2 separate regions of the Sus scrofa genome follow, and region 1 is linked to region 2. Evidence: chromatin contacts called from public promoter capture Hi-C data. All regions are on one chromosome and are shown on one strand. Each heading gives the region's core, a stretch centred on a gene start, on an enhancer-like site or on the middle of the called end of the contact. The rest is flanking DNA. Distances are from core to core; before and after follow the strand shown. Region 1 holds the start of MMACHC (methylmalonic aciduria (cobalamin deficiency) cblC type, with homocystinuria). Region 2 holds the start of TSPAN1 (tetraspanin 1).

The links. Promoter capture Hi-C pulls out the DNA fragments that hold promoters and counts their contacts.
Region 1: a contact with region 2 is called in a promoter capture Hi-C map of fetal skeletal muscle, with 6 times the contacts expected there. The contact joins the promoter of MMACHC here to the promoter of TSPAN1 in region 2. A contact is called at or near these places in 1 of 5 promoter capture datasets (fetal skeletal muscle) and 1 of 47 Hi-C or Micro-C datasets (embryonic fibroblasts).

The regions. Positions count from the first base shown.
Region 1 is chr6:165,864,126-165,867,985 of Sscrofa11.1, forward strand. It overlaps MMACHC (methylmalonic aciduria (cobalamin deficiency) cblC type, with homocystinuria), which reads right to left and starts at 1,549. Exons shown (of 4, transcript NM_001244776.1): 1 at 1,452-1,549. The coding sequence starts at 1,532. LOC110261410 reads left to right here and starts at 1,741. Exons shown (of 9, transcript XM_021097629.1): 1 at 1,741-1,906; 2 at 2,977-3,010; 3 at 3,340-3,377; 4 at 3,490-3,577; 5 at 3,720-3,860. The coding sequence starts at 1,741.
Region 2 is chr6:165,227,669-165,231,521 of Sscrofa11.1, forward strand. TSPAN1 (tetraspanin 1) reads right to left here and starts at 1,842. Exons shown (of 8, transcript NM_001243860.1): 1 at 1,721-1,842; 2 at 1,229-1,293. The coding sequence starts at 1,285.

The DNA of each region.
Region 1 (3,860 bases), core at 299-2,798, 640 kb after region 2:
GTCCAGAGTGGGAAGCAGAGAGAGAGACGCCTGGAGAGATCACTAAGAGTGAGAGATGGTGACTGGCCTTTGAATATCAATTTAAGGAATATGGGTCTAATTTGGTGACAATGAGGGATTAGCCCTTGAAGATCTAAGAAGTAAACTGACATAATCAGTTTCAGGTCACTCTGGCTGCAGTGTGGAGGATGGAAGGGAGGCGAAGTGACAGCAGGAGGTTATCGCAGTAATCTCGATGAGAAATAGTGGCCTATGGCATTCCCTAGTGGCTCAGCAGGTAAGGATCTGGCATCATTACTGTGGCTTGGGTCACTACTGTGGTGTAGGTTCAGTACCTGGCCTGGGAACTTCCACATACCGTGGGTGTGGCCCCCAAAAAACTGGCCTGGACCAGGGCATAGATGTGTTCAATGGGAAGGAATGGATTTGGAAGATGCAGCAGACAGATTCCTAAAGGGCCCAGTGGCTGACTGGATGTAGGGTTGGGGAGGTGAGAGATGGAGGAGCCTAGGATGACTGGCAGGACTATAGATGGCACAGTTCAATACCACAGCCCCCACCACCCAGGCCTGCCTGATCACACCAGATACGCATCCCCACTCTCCCCCATACCTGCCAGCCACCACTACTACCTCCACACCTTTACTCAAGCTATTCCTGACATTTGCGATGTATATAACTGTCCTTCCTTCCAATCTATTTTTTCATATACAGCTCAACTCCACTGTTTCAGAGAAGGCTCTCTCACTCTAAACCCAACCTACCTCTTCCTCTATATCATTACCCAGCACTGCTTAGGGGCCACTCATTGGAAGGTTGTGGGAGTGGGCTGCCTCTTAAGCATCAGGCAAAAGGCTCAAGCTGAGTTTAATCAGCTTTGTTTCCAAGCAGAGGGCTCAGTGCAGGAGGCAATGGATATGGGGAAATGGACCTATGTGCAAAACGGTAGGTGGTGATGCTAGACTTGTGTGTCAGGTAAGTATGCAGTCTCTGTACTCAGACGGGTCCTAGTAATTGGCAACTTCATGAATCCCTCCTTTGGTTGGTAGATGGGACAGACCAGCCAATCATTTGCTTGTTCAACCCCAGGAATGTCCTTCCCTCATGAGATGACCTAAATTCTAGCCATGCAAATCTTTCAGACGTTGCCCTCTCCTAACTCCTTCGGGAAGCTTCCAAAGTGACTCTGGCCCCTATGTAAACTGCGTAGGTGACAAGGCCACAAGGTTACTGATCATGTGGTGTCTCCTGCTCATCAGTCCGGCAATATATGAGGGTAAAAGGACAAACGTGCAACGCTTCTCTACCCTTTGAACTTAAGCGCCCGTTGACACCCTCTCCCGGTAGGTCAGACGGACACGCGGCCGGGGGAGCTCGGGAAAGAATAGAGGCCAGTGGCACCGAGGCTAATCATACGTTTTGCCCTAGCACCGCGGTAGGGATAAACCAACCTGGAAGGGGTAAATTTCGAAGCCAAAAGGGCATAACGTGTCCTCAATCCTCTGCTTCAGCTCTGCGACATGGGGCTCCATAGCGCACGCTACACGCTGAGCCTGCTGGGAAATGGAGTTTGAAGGCCAACGCGGGCCGTTAAACGTCGAGGTAGCTTGAACTCCATTTCCCAAGAGCTACTGGATCTGCAGCGGAACATCGTTGGCTCTGCGCGATGCATCCTGGGACACGTAGTTCATTTGGTCCTTAGACGCGGCGGCTACAAAATCAGAAAGACTGTTTCGCGGCATGGTGGGGGTGTGTGTATGTGCTAATGCGCGTGTTAAACGCTTCCAGAAAAATGTAGCTTGGCAGCCTTCTTCTGCTGCCGGTTGTCTCCGTGTGGGGCGAACTCAGTTTCCCAATCGGCGCCGCGGAGGCCAGTCCAAAGTCTGGCTTTCCCGGAGTGTCATAGGTTCGAACAGGGTGGCGGCAGGAGTCGCTGCCTTAGATTCGGTGTAATCGCGCCAGTGTCCTGCGTCTGCGGAGGTCTCGACCAAGATTCAGCATCTTCAACTCCCCCCTGGTATCTGTATCAGGGTAACCCTCTTGTACCCCAGTTCCCCAAGGACGCTGCTCCCCTGACGAGTCCCTGAGGCTTAATTTTGGTCTAATATTGCATCCTTACTTTTATTTTTTTATTTTATTTTTTATTATTATCATTATTTTTGTCTTTTTGCTATTTTTTTTGGGCCACTCCCGCGGCATATGGAGGTTCCCAGGCTAGGGGTCTAATCGGAGCTGTAGCCCCTGGCCTACGCCAGAGCCACAGCAACGCGGGATCCGAGCCGTGTCTGCAACCTACACCACAGCCCACGGCAACGCCGGATCCTTAACCCACTGAGCAAGGGCAGGGACCGAACCCGCAACCTCATGGTTCCTAGTCGGATTCGTTAACCGCTGCGCCACGATGGGAACTCCAGCATCCTTACTTTTAGTATTGCGTACCCACTCATCTCTTTCGAGCTGACGTTCTGGCCTTTCCCGGGCTTTGCCTCGGATGTCCCGGGTTGGGAGAGCAAGGGCGTAAGGCTCTAGGGACCCAGACCACTGCCTCAGGCTATGAGAAGGAACCAGACTTTGAGCAGCTCGACACGCTTCTCAATGCTACTGACCGGGAGTTCCTGTCCTGGCTCGGTGGTTAACGAATCCGACCATGAGGTTGCGGGTTCCATCCCTGGCCCCGCTCAGTGGGTTAACGATCCAGCGTTGCCCTGAGCTGTGGTGTAGCTCGGATCCCGAGTTGCTGTGGTTGTGGTGTAGGCCGGCAGCTATTGCTCCGATTCGGCCCCTAGCCTGGGAACATCCATATGCCGAGGGAGTGGCCCCTAGAAAAGACCAAAAAAAAAAAAAAAAAAAAAGCTACTGACGGAAATGTGGCCAGGATTAAGACGAGGGGGCACCTGAGGCCCCTGCCCCCGGATTAAGGTAGTGGGTTAAGGAACACCAAGAACTCATTGGCCTGTGCCCTTCTTTGTTTTGTAGCAGCAGCTGTATTCCTTTGGGGTCTCCACCGCAGGTAAGTATTGTTCCTTTTCCTACTTACCCGCCAGCCTTTTCTCTTTCCAGGATCTGCCTTTTATTGGTGCCTGTACCACTATTCCTTACAAATTCAGCTTTTTCCTTTCCTGAGCAAACATCAGTCCTCCCCCTCCCTCTAATAGACTTTGCACTGACTTTGCCTTATTCCTTCTGCAGGAGACCTGGCTGGGACTCGGATTTCCCCTCGTCACTTGCCTTCCTAGACAGGAGTCCAAGCTCAACAGCCTTGGGCTCTAGAGATTGCCATTGTCCCAGAGAGGCTGATTTGGGCTGAGGTCCATAATGCATCTTCTCTTTGGGCTGAAGTTACTATTCTTCAATCCCATCTTCAATCCCAGGCTCAGGTGAGACATGGAGTCCTAGGTGTGTATGTTTGGGGTTTGTGTGAGAGGAGGGTGCCAGGTGTTGGGGAAGCGCCTTACATACAGTAACTCATGCGGTTTTCTGCCTGGGTAGGGACTAAGGCACTCAGACAGGCTGTGCAGGGCCCTCTGGAAGAGAAAGAACGGTGGAAGTATCAGATCTGTGCCCTGGAAGGTATCCGGTCAGTTCTTTTCTTCATGCACACAGCCTCATATGTGGGCACACATTTTGTTGCACTTGTTGTATGTGCCCTTGTATCTCGATTTGCAAGTGGAGTCTCTAGGCTCGTGTGTAAAGTTCTTCCCCAACTTGTCCCACTATAGAATCACTAAGGTTGTGGCAGGGGGCCCCAGAGTGAAGGGCCTTTCTCCTGGAGCAACGTTTGGAGGGGCTGCGAAGGGAAATACAGTGACCTCGAAGCCAGGTGCAGGTACAGGCCTGAGCCCAAATACAGATGGGACCAC
Region 2 (3,853 bases), core at 592-3,091:
TTTATCCTTTATAAGGTGGGTCTCCCAGAGTTCCCTCTTCCTGCTGATTGCTCTCACCCCTCCCACGGCTTCAGTGACCACCCAAGGGCACCTGACTTTATTTATTTTTTGGCTGCGCCTATGGCATGCAGAAGTTCCTGGGCCAGAGATGAACCCTGCCCACAGAAGTAACGAGAGCCACAGCAATAACAATGCTGGATCCTTAACCCGCTGAGCCACCAGGGAACTCCTGGGCACACGACTTTCAAATGTCCGTGTCCAGCTCTGACCTGAGATGCAACCCCACTGGGCACACGGCCGTCTGTGGGCTATGCCCCAGGTTGCTCTTGCCAGAGACATGGTCATCATCCCAGGACCTCTCTCTTTCTTGCCCCTTCTCCCACCCCTCAGTGCCCCCAAGGGCTCTGTGCCTTGTCCGCTCTGCCCGTGTCTCCCCATCTCTGCCACCATCTCTAGCGTTCAAGCCTCATTGCTCAGCTCCCTCAAACACACCTTATACAATCTGTTCCTGGTTTTCTGAACAATATCTAATTTCACCACCACCGGGCCTTTCTGCATATGCTTCGCCAACACCCCCACCCCACCCCGTGCAAATTTCCAGCCTCAGCTATTTCCTCCTAGAAGTCTTCTCTGACCAGGCAGGTTTCAAGCCCCTCCTATAGGCTCCGCAGTCCCTGTGCGGAAGGCCACATATGCTTTGTCACAACCGCCTGCCTATCTGGCCTGCTGGATCTGCGATCTCCAAGGGCAGAGAAGCTCGCTCACCTGTTACCCCCGGCCCTCAGCAGAGCCTGAGGCAACATGTTTGTTGAATAAAAAAAGGGCTGCCTGCAGCCAACCCTCTGCTCTAACATCTCCGGGCTGTCTCTGCTTTCGGCTCCCCACCATCCAGAGGCCACTGCGTTTCCTTCCACACTAGTGGCCCTGGGCACCCCCCCTCCTCTCACTTGGGCCCTAGCCTGTTCGCCTACTGTGCCCTGCTCTAAGCCTGAACTGAAGCTTCCCGGAGGGGAGGGGTGCCCCTAAGATTCCCCACTCGACCTGTGGCCAGGCTGCCACCGGGAGCGGGACTCAGCATCATCTGGGCAGACTTCTGCACCGCATCACAGGGGGCAACTTGAAGGACCGAGTCCCCGCAGGGCCAGCTCCTCTTTCCCAGCTCGGGCTGTGCTCAGGTCGAGGCGCGCTCCTGCAGGGAACCCCAAAGAGCCCGTAACCCCGCACTTACAAAGATGAGCAGATTGAAGAGGATCATCACGGTCTTAATGAAGCTGAAGCAGCGCATGGCGGCTCCTGGGAGGCAGACATGCGTGAGTTGGGACCCCGCCCTCGCCCCCTCCCCAGCCTGGGCCGACCCACCCGACCCCAGCCTCCCGGACAAGCCTGTCACCAAGCTTCTCCAGCGTCTGACCCCGACACCTCAGGATTTCTCCCAGATCCCATCCCGACACCCTATGCCTCTGTACTGCCCAGGCCCTCTACCAACTCCTGACCCTCGGACAACTGAAGGAACACCCCAGGTCCCTCCCCTGACCCCCAAGCCAGACTCCCACACCACAGGGTCACTCGGCGCCCTTCCCTGGCACCTGCCTATCCTGGACTTTCCAAACCAGACCAAGCCGGGATTCTTCCAGCACCCTCCCCGCCGCCAGTCACCGCCACCAGTCCTGTTCGCAGATGGATGTCACTTCACAGGACGCTCTTGACCCTATGCCATCACCTGCTGGGGCTCTCGGTAGTGAGTTCTGAAAGAGGGATCTGCTGCGCTCCAGAGGGGACAGCTGCCTCGGGGCACTGCCACTGAGTGGGCAGGCAGGGAGACGAGCTGGCTCACCAGGTACTGCTCACCTGTGGGCGGGGCAGGCGCCTTAAAGGCCTCCTTCTGCCCGCCCTCCGCCCTGCCCCACCCGCAGCCCGTCGGCCTCCGCCTGCCCCTGCTGCCCCCTGCTGCCTCGCGCCCCGGCCCCGCAGCCCCAGAGCGGCGGGCCTCGCCTGGCAACGCCAACCGCAGGCAGGCACCGCCCTCCCCACCTGCGGGAGGGAGAGGTCTGCGGGTGGGGCAGGGGGCGGCCCGGACCCGCTTCCTTCCCGCACAGATGCTTCCCGCCCTGCAGCAGCTGAGAGTCGCACACACCCTACGTGCTCGCAGCACACACATCTGCCCACACGACACATCCACACACAGATACACATAAACACCTTCTAGTGCCCACGAACGCACACGCGCGCGCCACACACACACACACACACACACACACACACACACACACACCCCCACTCTGAACTCCGGGGACTGACTCCCAGCAACATCTGAAGTGCATCAACTACCCCCGGCCCCGCCACGCGCACTCTTGCAGGCGTGCCCAAAATGCTTTCAAGGAAGTAATCAAAACTTGGCATTTTCTGCTCCCTCCTTTGAGTGGTTTTTTTCCTTGCACAAAACTTCCCGTTCCCCATCTTCCTCTCGCATCTTCCCCCCGCGTCTTCCCTCCTCACTCTTGTCCCGCCCCACCCGTCTCCTCTCCGCTCTTCTCTCCGCGCTCCGCAGACGCCCCGGTCCTTCCCGCCAGCAGGGGGCAGCATGGTCCCACTAAAGCGCCGCCCCCACCTCAAAGGGTTATAGCCCTAAGTCCCCTCATCATAAATACTTCCTGGGCTGCCAATCTTGAGGTCCAGGTGCTGGGAAAGTTCTGGCTTTTAGGTCACTCAGGCCAAGTGCTCCAATCCTGGTTCTGTTGCTTATGAGCTGCGTGACCCCGGGAGCATTTCCTGGACTTAGTTTTAAGCTTCTGTTTCCTGGTCTGTACAACTGGTCTGTTTCCTGGTCTGTAGTGTTATGGGGTTTTATGTTTATTATTTTAATTATTTTAATCTTTAATTGAAGTATACTTGATTGACAATGTTGTGCTTAGTTTCAAATGTACAGTAAAGGGATTCAGTTATATATTTAGGATCCATGAGGATGAGGGTTTGATCCCTGGCCTCACTCAGTGGGTAAGGATCTGGTGTTGCTATGAGCTGTGGTGTAGGTCGCAGATATGACTCAGATCTGGTATTGCTGTGGCTGTGGTGGAGGCCAGCAGCTGTAGCTCTATTCCATCCCTAGCCTGGGCACTTCCATATGCCACACCTGTGGCCCTAAAAAGAAAAAAGAAAAACAAAACAAAACAAAAAACAAACGAGTGTTGAGTAGAGTTCCCTGTGCTATACAGTAGCTCTTTTTTTATCTATTTTATTTCTAGTAGTGTGTATATGTTAACTGCAGACTCCTAATTTATCGCTCCCTCTCAGCCTTCAGCTATAGGGTTTTAAAATGAGATTTTTCTCCCCATTCTGGAGCATAAGGGAATGACCACAGAATGAGTCATAGGGAAAGCCATAGCCAGAGGGGCTGTGGAATGGAAGAAGTGGGATTTTTTTTTTTTTTTCCGCTGTGCCTGCAACATGTAGAAATTCCCAGACCAGGGATCGAACCCACACCACAGCAGTGGCCCGAGCCACAATAGTAACAACACGGAAGCCTTAACCTGCTAGGCCACCAGGGAACTCCTGAATTTTTCAATTTGTTTTGTTTTTAATAATGAGAGAAGGCAGCTGAGGAGATAGGAGAAGGCTATTAATATTAATATCTGTGCAGATCATCTTTTAAATGTATAAGATATAGTAAATCTTTTCTCTCCCTTCACAACAATCCTATGATCCTATGAGGCAAGATTCTCTTTTGAGCTGCTTTTTTTTTTTTGCTTTTTAGGGCCGCAGGTGTGGCATATGGAAATTCCCAGGCGAGCTACAGCTGCCCGCCTTCGCCACAGCCACAGCAACGCCAGAGCCAAGCTGTGTTTATGACCTACAC